Linked DNA regions of Zea mays: all the other regions are linked to region 1. A link is a contact called in public Hi-C data. All regions are on one chromosome and are shown on one strand. Each heading gives the region's core, a stretch centred on a gene start, on an enhancer-like site or on the middle of the called end of the contact. The rest is flanking DNA. Distances are from core to core; before and after follow the strand shown. Region 1 holds the start of LOC100282724. Region 2 holds the start of LOC100284288. Region 3 holds the start of LOC103644061.

Evidence for each region. Hi-C and Micro-C count contacts between places; a contact is called where the count stands out from the background.
Region 2: a Hi-C map of endosperm shows a contact between it and region 1, with 2.4 times the contacts expected there. The contact joins the promoter of LOC100284288 here to the promoter of LOC100282724 in region 1. A contact is called at or near these places in 3 of 25 Hi-C or Micro-C datasets (bundle sheath, endosperm and leaf mesophyll).
Region 3: a Hi-C map of endosperm shows a contact between it and region 1, with 2.2 times the contacts expected there. The contact joins the promoter of LOC103644061 here to the promoter of LOC100282724 in region 1. A contact is called at or near these places in 3 of 25 Hi-C or Micro-C datasets (ear, endosperm and tassel).

What each region holds. Positions count from the first base shown.
Region 1 is chr1:287,021,398-287,024,141 of Zm-B73-REFERENCE-NAM-5.0, reverse strand. LOC100282724 reads right to left here and starts at 1,337. Exons shown (of 5, transcript NM_001155631.2): 1 at 967-1,337; 2 at 697-827; 3 at 185-545; 4 at 13-89. The coding sequence starts at 1,177.
Region 2 is chr1:286,711,256-286,713,999 of Zm-B73-REFERENCE-NAM-5.0, reverse strand. LOC100284288 reads left to right here and starts at 1,410. Exons shown (of 1, transcript NM_001157183.2): 1 at 1,410-2,744. The coding sequence starts at 1,532. The coding sequence ends at 2,368.
Region 3 is chr1:287,316,361-287,319,104 of Zm-B73-REFERENCE-NAM-5.0, reverse strand. It overlaps LOC103644061, which reads right to left and starts at 1,400. Exons shown (of 7, transcript NM_001368674.1): 1 at 972-1,400; 2 at 641-883. The coding sequence starts at 1,070.

The sequences.
Region 1 (2,744 bases), core at 88-2,587:
ATCATTGCTCACCTGGAGATGGCTTTTCACTTCATCGTTTGTAAGCCCGTCCACCTTCATCACCTCCCTGATCTGCTTCGGAGTAGCAACTGCAACCAACGGTGAAATTCGTTAACACATCTCCTCTAGCAAGCAACTAGTAGTAAACTTCTTACAGACGATCCGCGGTGTCGTGTATATGTACCTTGAGGGCCGCCGAGTTGATGCAAGGCGGCAACAAACAGCCGGTGAAGCTCCGGCGACCAGCACCGCCTCGCCTTCCTGGCTTGCTGCTGAGCCTGAGAGTGCAAGTTGGCCCCAGAGCCAGACGGTGGCATAGTGGCACAGAATCTGCCGCTCGCGTTGTCGCTGGCAGACATGGGAGGAATCGGCGGCTTAGCTGCGGGTGGTACCAGCGACAGACCACTGCCGGCAGAGCTGTCTTCTCTCCTGAAGAATGGAGGCGGCAGGGGTGGCACCGCCGCAACGGCCCTTATGGGCATGGGTGCGCCACCGAGCAACTTGGGCTCCGGCGAAGTGATTTCACTCAGTTGCTCTTTGTCAGACTGTAAGTAGAGATAAAATAATCCGTGTTACAGTTTGATTTTATTTGGTAAGAATGACCCTAAACATGAAAGACCCATGGATCAAAAAGGAAAACAATAGAGCAATCTGATGAAAACAAGCAGCATGGCGTACTAGAGTTGCCTGCTCTACCTCGTCGGATTTGGCGTCGCTGTCGAGCCACAGCTGAGCGGTGCTCATCCATTTCCGCTTATCGCCGTCGTCGGCCTTGGCCTCCGCGTCTCCGCCTCTCTTGGCGGCCTCATCCTTCAATTCGTCGATCACTGCAGGCCGCGACGCACGCACCACCACCGCGTCAGCGAACCAGGGGCCGAGAAGAGAGACCACAACAACGCGCGCGCGCGCGTATATACGTAGGATAGGAAGAAGTACATGAAAGGACAGCAGGAGACCACTTCTCACCATCGGCGAGGAGACGCACGCAGAGCGGGAGCTCGCGCCTGAACACCTCGATCTTCCGGCGCTCCTCCTCGAGGCTCCTGATGCAGGACTCGATCTCCGCCGGCGCACCCTTGGCCGCGGCCGCCATCCCTCCGGCGCTCCGCGCGGCGAACAGCCCGAGGTCCAGACCCAGATCCAGGCCCATCCCGATGCCGCCGACGTCCAGCCCCATGCACGCGACGCGAGCGAGGCGTGGAGCAAGGTACGGGCACCACCACCAGGAATCTTTTGCGCAGAGAAGAATCGGCGACCGGAAGCCGAGACGAACAAACGAAAGAGAGAGAGGCGGAGGCGGTGGGTGGGGTGGGTGGAGGATGACTGTGAGGGGATCTGGATTCCGGAGGTGCGCCCGCCCTGGCATATGTATAGACGGGTGGTGGCGGCGAGCGGGGCGAATGGAATCTGCGAGCTGGACCGCAGGATGGGAGGAGAGAGAGAGAGAGAGACCACGCCCCCAAACCACGCGGCGCCTGGGGTGCGGTGGGCGCGCGCTGCGTTGCCGATTCCTCACGTCGCATCCAGCGCGATAAGCTCGCGGTCGCGGCCGGAGCCGGACGTCTCTGTCTCTCTCAACACTCCACGGTGAATCGTGGGATCCCTCCATCGGCGCGGCCTCGAGTTACCGCTTCTCACACCACACGCGTAGTTTTGCGCCTGCACCCCTCGCGTCTCTCCGAGAACTGCAGCGGGGTCCCTTCCGTTTTTTTGCTTTAGCTTACGTTCCGTGCAAGTTTTTACATGCGTGATCGACGCCTTGACAGCTTGCGTGCCCAGGTGAGATCCTGCCTGGCCTGGAATGGATGACGAACGCCTTTTTTTAGACGTGAATCGTCCGTGGTGATTCTTCCATCTCCATGTCCCTGGTCTCACGGGGGACATCTGGAGGATTGGCCCATCGGTTTCGGTGGCGGATTGGCGTTTCGGGACGTCTGGAGGCTGCGCGCGCGGGGGGTGGGGTCAGATGGATGCGTTTGGTTTTGTTGGCAGCGCTCCCAAGCACGCTGTGGTCCTGCCTCCTGCCATTTGTTTTCTCTGGCTGTCCTCGTGCACGATGCAAGTCCAAGTCGATGATGATACACAAAGGCCGTACGCTCCGGATAGTTCGTTCCATGGCTCCATATGGAGATCTTTTGCCTGGGAATCTGGCGAAAAGGTTAACTTCTTCGACACTGTTGTTTTCTTTTTTAATTTGGCAAAACTCGAGCATGCAAAGTGGCTTTCCCAAAACAAACACGGGTGCATACCTCACTCTAGCTAGGGGGAAGAAGTATCTTGTCTTGATCATCTAAAGTTGGCACACCAATGGCTAAGACACAATATTCTGCTAGTGTCATATAGTCGGACCGCCAAACACTGAAGTTGACCTTCGTCTCAAATCAAACTATCTCCACGATCATCAAATATCGGGAGTCTCCATTTCTAAGCTACTTCATCAATCCGTATACATGATACACTGGCTGCTACGCGTGAGCGAGCCCAAAAGGCATGATGTAAGTTGCATAAAAAGAGAGGGAGCAGAAAGATCGAAAAAATCTATTTCTATTACTTATATACATGTTTATATCTAAAACTGAGAAAGCTACCGGACGTTAAATTCCAAACCAAACAATATAGTGCACAGGGTAGATTATTTGAACTTATCTAAAATAAATACTATATTCGTTTTAAAATAGTAGTCGTTTTAAAAAATTACTTGGTTTATACAGTTCTTGATGTATGTATTTTGTATATGTGGCTAG
Region 2 (2,744 bases), core at 161-2,660, 310 kb after region 1:
TTTTTATTTTTAAACAAATAAAAGGCATTGTTGGGAGAGGGTAACTGATCGAGGTCTGGACAACAAAGAAAAATCCTGTTTTAACGACAGACTTTAAAAAAAATGACAGAACTTAACTACCGATTCCAATTTCTTTACTACAGCTTATATATCATGTGCGTGAACGTACTAACGCGAGACTGTGACAGCGCAAGTGTCAACGGCTGCTCCCACTGCCATTAACCCATCTAGAAAAGAAAAGAAAAATTCTCCGCAACCGCGTGCCTATCTGGTAGATGCAGAAGATCCATGCAACCCGGTGCCACTTCAGCCGACGGAAGCTCATACGCGATGGGTTATTTTAACTGACCCCCTCGAGGTGCCCAGGCTGTTGGAATCTTCCATGCGCGCTGTTGCGGGCCCACCCACCGCGTGGTCTGCGCCCGACTTGCTAGTTGCTACCGGTTCGGTTCTGGTTTGTTTTGGACTTGGAACCGTCTGCCTGGCCAGAACAGGGGGCGACGGGGAGCCGAGGACCACCGCTCAAGCGTTTGCATGTTTGCGCATGTGCTTAAAATGCCTCGCAGAGTACTAGGCTACTAGCGCAGACACCAGACAAACTGCTCATCCTCCTCTTCCTACTACTACCGCGCAGCACCGTAGTAATATATAAGCGCCAACAAAGTTTGTGACATACTACGTACTTCAGTTTTCAGTGTGCACACACTAGTTAAAATATGGAAGCTTAATTTGTTGGTTCGCAAAAAGAAAAATAAAACCTGCTGTAATTCGTTGTTTTTTTTGCTTGCTTATTACTCGATCCGGGTCCGTCTGCCCGCCCGCGCGTCCAGCGTTGCCGGATCAAGCCGGGTATGCGTGGATCGGTTCGAGATATGTATGGATCCGCAACCGACGACGACCGCATCTCACATCCACAGCGACGCAGGAGCCGCGCGCCCCGGTCAGTCCTCCCTCCCCACACCTCTCTTTTCTCGCACATACTAGCTGGCCTGTACCTGTACACACTCTCCTACCCTACCACACTCGCACGACCAGTCGTCGTTCTCGTTCCACCGCACCGCACCGCTCAGCTCAGCGGCAGGCAAGTTGTGCTGCCCGGCTTCCCCTTTGCATCCTCTCCGTGTCTTCGCCTCCACGTTGACCACGACCTCTTCCCTGCAGCCCTCTCGCCGCCTCCGTCCACCACCCATGCACCCACCCGAACGAGACTACTCAACTCAACGTCTCAACCCAACCCGTCTCTAGCCGCCACTCCACCGGCTTCCCACCCACTGCCGCCGCGCCCCCACCTGTGACTGTGCCGCGTGCGTGCCCACGCCGCGACCACCTCACTACCCCCACCTACGACGCAACTTCCCACGCCCCATCACACACCCGCCACCGCTTTAAAACCCTCACTCCCCTCACTCATCACACTCGCACAGTCTCACCACAGCGAGCGAGAGCAAGGCGCCCAAGCAACCACCGCGAGAACAAGTCGCAGCCAAACAGCCCCGTCTCCCAGCGAAGCTTGAGCTTGCATTATTCTACCATGTCTTCCATGGAGCTGCTCCACGCCGTCGTCCCGGAGAAGCAGAGCGAGGAGGAGGTCGCGCCCGCAGCGACGACCACGAGCAGCAGCGCCACCGCCACGGGCGGGGACGAGGGCGCCCACGTGCCCCAGGGGTGGGCCAAGAGGAAGCGCTCGCGCCGCCAGCGATCGGAGGAGGAGAACCTCGCGCTCTGCCTCCTCATGCTCTCCCGCGGTGGCCACCACCGCGTCCAGGCGCCGCCAACGCCGGTCCCGTCCGCGGCGCCGGCCGCCGCGGAGTTCAGGTGCTCCGTCTGCGGCAAGTCCTTCAGCTCCTACCAGGCGCTGGGGGGCCACAAGACCAGCCACCGGGTCAAGCTGCCGACGCCTCCTCCTCCTCCTACTGCCGCCGCTGTAACTGTCTCGGCAGCAGTGCCCGTCCCGGAGGCCCCCGCCCCGATCACCGTCGTCGTCCCGCCGCTGCCGCCAGTCGAGGTCGGCCGCGAGCCGGCCACGTCATCCACCGCCGCGTCCTCCGACGGGGCGGCCTCGAGCAGAGTCCACAGGTGCTCCGTCTGCCACAAGGAGTTCCCGACCGGCCAGGCGCTCGGCGGGCACAAGAGGAAGCACTACGACGGGGGCGTCGGCAGCGCCGCCGCGTCCACCGACGTCCCGGCGGCGCCCGCCGAGACGTCCGCCGAGGTCGGGAGCTCCGCCGCGCGTGCGTTCGACCTCAACCTCCCGGCCGTGCCGGAGTTCGTGTTCCGGTGCGGCAAGCCCGGCAAGATGTGGGAGGAGGACGAGGAGGTGCAGAGCCCCCTCGCCTTCAAGAAGCCCCGCCTCCTCATGACCGCGTGAAACCGCTGCGCGCGCGGGCGGCGGATCTCATCTCATCACCCGTCCAAGATTTTGGTCCGCAGCTGCCGAGTTCAGCGGTGGAAGTGGAACACACTATTCGTTCATTCATTTCGTATGGTGCCAGTAGCGCTATTGTTTGATTTTTGTGGCTGCTCCTCTTGTACAGTACCGAGTGCGAGAAAAGATGCATAGTCATCGTATACATACCAATACAATACCGTACCTATAGGTCTTCCTATTCCTGTGGAAGAGTAGAACTTGTATCCTTATTAGCTGTCAGTACACTACAGTTCATACACACTTGGTTCTCATTATCAGAGATCATTGGTGAATTAGTGGTTTTGTATCATAAGCTTATTGTAAATGATGGATTGGA
Region 3 (2,744 bases), core at 151-2,650, 290 kb before region 1:
TCTCTCTATGTTTTGTGTATAAATGTATGGGTTCACGGCAATAAAGTCATAAACTGCAGAGCGCACTGCATGTGTGACACATGATTAGCAGTTCACATAAACATTTGGTTCAGCTTAACTTATACTCCTAGGAAATACATTAAGAGTTTCTAAAGAGTACTTAATGCTGCAATCAGATAATGCAAAGATCCATAAAATCCAAAATATCATTTTGAAAGCTTATTAAATGGCACTAAGAATTTGCAAATATCGAATTTTGTTCAATGTCAACTGCCTTTGATGTAACTTGTAACCATTGACCATTGCACACAATGTACCAGCAATTGATGACTCCTGTCATACACGATATCTGATTCCAGTAAAATCAAGTTAGGCCATTACTCAAAACTTTCTTGCTACCATTCATGACCTGAATAGAAGTAATATCACAGAATTACCAACCATATAACTACTCGGCTCATGGTCTAGCTGCCTAGGGAACTTTGTATGTACACAGTCGCTGTCACATGAGACTTTGCATCGGTTATTATGGTTCAGGTTAACATGATTTAGGTTAATAACAGTAGGAGGAATGGCAATCCAGCCGTAGGCACAACCGGGAAATAAAAGTGAAGCAAAAGGAAAACGGGGGGTTTTTTACTGTGGCGGACGTGCGCTCGGTGAAGCGGCCAGCAGCGCGAAGGACCTTGTAGAGCTCGCCACGGGCCGCGTACTCGAGGACGAGGACGACTCGCTCTTCGTCGTGGAACCAGGTGAAGAGGCGGAGCACGTTAGGGTGGTCGAGACTCTGCTGGATCTCGATCTCCCGCCGTAGGTGCGCGTGGAAGCGGTGCTTCTTCAGTTTCGCCTTAAATATCACCTTGAGCGCCACCACGTACCCGCTCTGGATCGTCCCCGCGCGTAGATTAACTTCCATGTAGGCAATATTTTGGGGTAAATCAAGAGCATTGGAAGGGGCTGATTGGGCAGACCTGCTTCTCGCGGGCGAGGTAGACCTTGCCGAACCTGCCCTCAGCGATGTACTTGCTGATTTCAAAATCGGACAAGCTCCACACCTCACTCGTCGGCATCGTAGGCGGGAGCGGCAAATGGTGGGGCCAATGGCGGTGGCCGGTGGCGGCCTGGCGGCTGGCGCGGGCGAGCGCGCTGGAGAAGTGGAGTCTTGGAGAGGAGGCTGGACCGCAGGGCGCAGGACCAGGACGCAGCGAGATCGAACGCAGGAGCCAAACGGCGGCGGCTGGGGCTGGACGTAGGACGTCTGCTGCTACTGCTAGGTCATGTCGCGCGATGATGGACTGGGCCGCGACTGCCGACAGGGGCTGCAGCCCAGGCAGCCCCGGGTGGAGATCCGCCCCTGGGTGGGGCGAGGGACGAAGTGCGAGTTGGAGAAGACGGCGACGAGTTGCGTCGAGGAGGCGGAAAAGGAGTATAGGTTTGCAATTTGAAATGGAGAACGGCGGCCGGCGGATCAGTACGGTTTGGATGGGGAGCGCGAAGTGTCAAAGGTGGGAGATGGTTCACTGTACAACTTCGGCCCATTAACTTACAATGCTGACATCTGTCTAGACGTCGGGCTTCCTATATGCCTTTACAATCTGGTTCGCTAGCAAAACGTTAAACAGACCTCTTAGCGTGCACCCACCAGGCCTCCAGTGGGCTTGGGCCGTTCGGTGGATTAAACATCTTACTTAAAATCAATCTGTTAAAGTATTTTCAATGCATGAAATAATTTCTGTAGATGTCGGTAATTGTACATATTTTTTGACATGGCTTATAAAGTTGCGCCAATCTTTATCACGTCATGTATATACTACAATGTCATAAGTTTCTATAAACTGCAGAATCTCTTGCAGAATCTCTTGCTAGGGCTTCAGGAGTACACCCTCCATCCCCCAAAAAAAAGTTGTTCGAATCTCTTGCTAGGGCTTTACCTCACTTTGCCCAGCTAAAGACGTTTGGGGTACGTTTGGATTTTTTACTATCTACTGTAAAGTCTAGCTAGGCAAAAAAATTGATATTGCACAAAACATCTGGATATTGTAGGATGAAGGATATGAAATTGAACACGCTCATTACATTTAGTTAGAATCATAAGAGAATTAAATAGTCCAACCAAAGTTGAACTAAAATAGGTTTGCAACCTATAGTAACAAAGCTCTACGAATGTACAAGAAATAAATTCAACAACAAAGGGAAGAATTCACCATACAAGATATGAAATTTATTGTGCGGTATTGAAAGTAGAGATGGGTGAATAGACTACACCTAAAATTTTCACCACAAACTTTAAAATAAAATCAAATTATCAGTTCGACTGTGCAGGTCAGTTCAATCGCTACCAAGGGCGGTGAAACCACTCTGGACCAGTCTAACTGTAAATAATAGATCTAGGCTATGAACAACGTGGAGAATAATGATACATTTCTTTAGATGAAGTGGGAGGCAGACCGACGCCTCCGCTGTGGTGTGGCGCCACACGTAGTTAATGTGATCGATCGTTTTATGATGGGTCGGTCTTGGGCCACACGCGAGATCCACTCGAGTGGTTTCCCTTCAACGCGTCTGACACCCTGTCCGGTTCCGCCACGCCCGACCCCAGGCTCAGTGCTGTAGAGTTCGTCCGAAGCCGGGTTCTTCCAGTGTAGATGTTACCTATTTCCTCCGACTGATCTTTGGGACCCAGTTGCCAGAAGCCTTTACCCAGTGTGCTCACTGACCGATAGGCCCTAGGGGACGGGGATTAT